Linked DNA regions of Oryctolagus cuniculus: region 2 is linked to region 1. Evidence: chromatin contacts called from public Hi-C data. All regions are on one chromosome and are shown on one strand. The core of a region is the stretch at or near the end of the contact, and the rest is flanking DNA. Distances in the headings are between cores, read along the strand shown. Region 1 holds the start of CEP128 (centrosomal protein 128). Region 2 holds the start of SEL1L (SEL1L adaptor subunit of SYVN1 ubiquitin ligase).

The links. A called contact is a pair of places that touch in the nucleus more often than the background predicts.
Region 2: a Hi-C map of an unstated tissue shows a contact between it and region 1, with 2.1 times the contacts expected there. The contact joins the promoter of SEL1L here to the promoter of CEP128 in region 1. A contact is called at or near these places in 2 of 6 Hi-C or Micro-C datasets (ear pinna and an unstated tissue).

What each region holds. Positions count from the first base shown.
Region 1 is chr20:26,784,969-26,787,668 of mOryCun1.1, forward strand. CEP128 (centrosomal protein 128) reads right to left here and starts at 1,309. Exons shown (of 26, transcript XM_070065330.1): 1 at 1,066-1,309.
Region 2 is chr20:27,370,942-27,373,641 of mOryCun1.1, forward strand. SEL1L (SEL1L adaptor subunit of SYVN1 ubiquitin ligase) reads right to left here and starts at 1,252. Exons shown (of 21, transcript XM_002719616.4): 1 at 1,029-1,252. The coding sequence starts at 1,098.

The DNA.
Region 1 (2,700 bases), core at 59-2,558:
CCAGAAAAGACATGCTGAAAGGACGCAGGTGTGGTACACACGGCACTCTTCCAACAAAGCAGCTACCGTCACCCCACGAGATGAGTCACTGGCACAACCAAAGTTCTCCATACCAATGAAAGTTCCAGTAGGTGCTATGTAATACGGAAGTCCCTCGCCCCATGTGGCTACAGAGCTGGAGAAATCTGGACACCTGAAATGGACATTTGCTGTAATTAAACACCAGTTTCCCAGGACTTACCACCATTCTTTTAAAAAGAAAGTAAAATATCTCAATACATTTTATATTTACTACATGTTAAGCTTTGATGTGTTCTTCTAAATAAATGATTAACATTGAATCAAACAGTTTCCTTTCACTTTTTTTAATGTAGCTACTACAAAACTTAAAACTACCTGTGTGGCCCACATTATATTTCCATAATACAACATTGTTCTGCATAATTAACGAAAACAAATAACAAACACTGAGCCCTCGCCCTGTGCTAGACGCTTCACCCACAGCACGAAGCATCACCCTCAGCTTTCATCAGAGGTCTGCCTCAGACACCGGGGCCATCAAAACCAACAAAGGATGCAGCTGTGGTTGAAAAGGCAGGTGGTCTTAAGAAACCACTGAAGTGCCTAGTAACAGCTAGGGTGTAGCCTAACTCTCCTGTTGGCACAGGAGAAAAGCAGGTCCCTGAAACCAGATCCCCGAGCCCAGCAAACTTTGTCGCTCCATCACAGGTACAAAAACCAAGCTATACCCAAGACAGGCCAGCAAACCCACAGTACGAGTCCAAAAGGAATCTAAACCTCCACAGGTGGCGGCGGCAGGGCAAGCGCCCTCCAAGGGAGCACCACACAGCCCAAATTCACTGGAAAATTTGCCGGGACCTGACAGTGCACACCTGCGCCGACGAGGGGCCTCCCGTCCCTAGCCCCCCGTCCCTAGCCCCACCCCAGATCTCCGCGAAGCGCCGGTGTTCCCACGCGGGAGACATCAGGAAGACGGACCTAAAACGTCTCCAGCAAGACAGGGAAGTGGTAGACAACAAGCCAAGGGGCGGTGAGGGCAGGTACCTGAGACAGGGGCTGACTCCGGGTCCTTAGCGCCCTTTCATGGCCGAGGCCCTACCCAGTTCCCGCCGCTTCCAGTCACCTAGAAGGTGCAACTGACCAAACACTGCGGCGCAACCGACTCTATCCTCCCCAGACTCGCCGCTATGGCAACTTGAACTAGCCGCCCAGCCGCTGAGAGAGTGCGGGAACCCCGCTGCTGCCGCTTGGCCCTCTGGGAATTGTAGTCCATTTCCTCCAAAGGGCAACGAGACACCAAGAGAGAGCGGCCTAAGAGAAACTACACGTCCCAGAAAACCATGCGTGTGGCCTTCAGGTGACTTTCCCGGAAGAAGCTGGATTAGCGGACTCCAGGGTCCCTCTTGCCCTGCGCTATTTTTTTTAAAGGGCCAGTGTCCTGTGTAACAGGCGAATTCCAAACAGAAAGTGAATTAGAATGCTGTCTTGTCCTGCTTGTAATTTTATAAAGTGGAGAACAGGGAAAGATGAAAACCCCTGGAATATGAGGTCCCAGAGTCTTATTCCAAAAGCTCCCTAGTTCTGGGAACTGGAAAGGACCAGAGAAGATTCTCTAGTCAAACATTTTAGATCTAGAAAGGGTAAGTGCCTAAGATCATGTAACTCATTCATGGCAAACCAAAAGGCGGGTATGAGGCTGTCAACTCATTACTGCTGCTACCTTCAGCATAGGGCGTCTTCTCCTCACTCCTACAACAAAGTAGAAATATTTTCCCCTAAGAGGTGTCAGTCTCAGGCACGAAGAGGGAATAAAAACCTCAACAAAGAACCGAACTTGGAAAAAGCTAAGAAGTAAAAATCAAATTACATAAGATGCTCCCTACCTCCACTCTGGGCAGGGGGGTAAGACAACACTGACCCTACCCTCCTCCACGCTAAAATCAAATTTTCCTGATCTGTGAATAGTCCCTGTCTGCCTCAAGAAGAGTTAGATCATGTACATGACACAGGTTCCCTATTCCAACAGTTCTGTACTGAAATGACCATTGCCCAACAGGTCCTCCTTTCTTAGCCCTTTAGGCAAAGGAACCTAAACTTTCAAAAATTTTTTCCTTTTCATCTCTCCCTCAAACTTCTCCCTCTGCCTCCCTTCTATTCTTCCCTCCCTCTCTCTTTCACAACCCAAGTAGTCAGTACACAAATTTGCTGCAGCAAAACTATCAAATATTTTTTTTCTGTTCAACACTGAGAGGTAAAAGCTATTTCCTTATATGGACTGAACATAAGTATTCTAAAGACCTACCTACATATTGCATCTGTCTTCAAGTTGCTTGGTCAAAATTGTAACTCAAGAATACACTCCACCTGTCAGAGATTAAGAGAATTCAGAATAGCTATAAAATTTCCCCCGTATGCATGCAAAAGCATAATAATCTGTTTGTTAACATTTTAATTTTTTCAAAACAATTAAATTGTTCACCTAATTCTGCATCATATGCTGCATCTTTCCAGAATTCAGACTTTGGCTTAGACGCTGAACATGTAATGATAACGAGGAAATAAACAACACAGTGCTTGGCCACAAGTTGCTCAGCATAGTCAAGTAAGGAAAACAGACCAATAAATAAGTTATTGCAAAGTTGGATAATAGAACACTGCATAGGTTTCTATGGAAAAGCA
Region 2 (2,700 bases), core at 2-2,501, 590 kb after region 1:
TTCTGGTTTAGGCCTCTTATTTTAGAAGCAGGATGACGTTAATAGCCTTGATGTACAAGTAGGACAGATGCTTTGGGGGGTTCAAGTAACCATCTGGGACACTTTCTGTTAAAAATTAAGTTAGTTGACATACTCTCCCTTGATCCAAAAAAATTTAAAGTCACCGAGCAGCTGTCCTGTTAACTAAAACTTAATAAAACTCCAAAGCTTTACTGTTTATCAACCTTTACACACACTCTCAAAATACAAGTTTTTCTGAGGTAGGTAGATTAAAACATTAGGAAAAAAAATGCAAAGCCTGAGAATAAACCAGATAACTAAAAAAGAACTCAAAAGCACATGAATTTCTGTATCTGTATAAAAAGTTGAACCCACCGGCTCTCCAATTTTATGGACCAAGATTTTCTCAACAACCATAAATTCACTGTTAATAAACACTGGGCAATTCTAACAGACGGGACCGCTTTCTCGGTAAGATTAAGAAAAAAAAAAAAGACGAAGGGGTGGTTACAATTACATCAGAAGTCTTGGTTTTTAAAACAAAGCGCTCAGCGACCACCCCAGGTGGTAAGCAAACCGCTGTCCACATCCTGGGCTTGCCGGACCCTGCTCTGCCCGGTGTGACAGCTCCAGTCGTTCCAGCCACTTACAAACCCCACACAGCGTGTCATCTACAAGGAGGGTCCAGGAAGCTGCCGCCGGACGGTCTGAGCCAGCCGCTGGGATCCTCTCCCGTGGAGTGAGTGCCCATTCGGGAGCAGTCGGGTGAAGTTTGTTACGTGGGAGAGAGGAGTGGGCAGCGTGACCGCCCCTTTCTCCCTTCTTCCCTCCAGCTCCCTGGACAACCCGCTTCGGCCTACGCCGCCCGGAGCCCGAGAAGGCCGAGTAGTGACAGGTCAGGGAGAGGTGTGACCAGGGAAAAGTGCAGTTCGCAGCCCGGAGTCCCCACCGCTCCGCCCACGGGTGGAGGCCTGGGGGGTCGGGGGGCGGTGGCGCCGGGCCTGCAGCCCGAGGGGGCGGATACTGACCCGAGGACACCATGGCCGGACCCAGCAGCGCCGCATAGAGCAGCAGCGTCAGCCCCACCTGGACCCGCATCCTGCTGTCGGTGCCACCACCACCCCCTGGAGCTGTCGCCTTCACCTCCGCCACCACCGACTCGGCCGCCGCCGCCGCCGCCTCTCCGAGGCTCTTCCTGCTCTGGTCGCCTTCCTCCGCCCCTTCCCAGGCCTCGCTGACCCAGGGTGCAGCCAATCCGCGAGCGCCGCCCCGTGTCCTTGGCCCAATCGCCATCGTTTCTCCGCCCTCCTCATTGCCCCGCCCCGGATCACCCATTAGCCAATGATTGTGCGAGGCTCCCACTTCGGCTTCTCTGGTTGGCCCACGGCCTCACCGACATGGCCCCTGCTAATTGGTAGCCGCTGGGTTCAGCCATCCCTGAATCAAAGCGTGAGTCACAGGGGCTGAGAGAAAGGAGACTCACCCGGACTACGATTCCCAGAGTGCATTTCATCCGATTCTTTCGTGTGCTAGTAGGAAGCGCAGTCCATGGTGGGACCAGATTGCCCAGTTGCAGGTTCAGGTTGAAGTTGAGAATTTAACACCTGGGCTAGATATTAACTAAAGGGCATGAATACACGAGCCTATTTTTTTTTTTTTTTACGAGCCAAGCTAAGTGCCAGAGAACGCGTTATAAGATTAGGAACATGTAAAGTATTGCTTTTATTTAGAAAATTTGATTAAAAAAAAAAAAAACTACCCTGTACATGAAAACTTGAAAACTGTAATGCAAACGACCGCCTGTCCCCTCCCCGACCAGACAGAAGGAAATTAACCCCTCCTGGTGTAGATGATCTCAGTGCTAGCATTCATTTTTACTAGAGCCATCAGATAATAATCATGTGGAAACTGTGCCAGCAGCCTTTGTAGAACACGTTTAAACAGTTGTCCTCACCCTTTGCTTGTGAGTTGCATTGTTCTCTTCTTCCTGGACTAGAGCTGGGAAGCGAGGTTGATGTGTGAGGAGGTAGAAGTGACAGTGATTGCATTGCTGAGACAGTTCATGTGGTACCTACCAGTTCCAGGCATGCTAATACTGAGTAGCAAGGTAGTGATTTACTATTTGATTTATTTGTTTCAACAAATGTGTCTCCCTGCTTTCTCTAGCATCTACCTACAATAAACTCCTGGGCCTGGAACCTACCCAGGTCAAGTTCATGGCTTTGGAAAAACCTGCCCTGGCCATCTTGATTTTTTTTTTGTGGGGTGGTGAACAACATCACAAATTTAAGTAAGTACTGTGCAAAAACAAAAACAACAGCACCCATGCAGAACACAGAACTGGGTGCAAACTAAAGTGTTGTGTGCAGAGGGAGGGAGATGGGCCAAAACGCCAGGTTGGGTACAGATTGGAGTCATGTGTCAGGGGAATTGCCACACCTCCCCAGTCTGGTGAAAGCACCTGTTCAGCTCCCAGCTTGTTTCCATTGTGCCTGAAGATAAGCCCATAATAATCCTTGTCTGGATTGCATGTTGGGCTCTTAGCAATTTCTATTTGAACCTGAGATCTGTACCACTATCAACTTGAACTAATTACCTTTTTAATTTATTATTTTAATGCTTGCTCTTTTCTCATTCTAACTGAAAATGCTCCTAATGGCTCCCGTTTTCCCTTTCCTGGAAGATGCACCTGAATTCTTA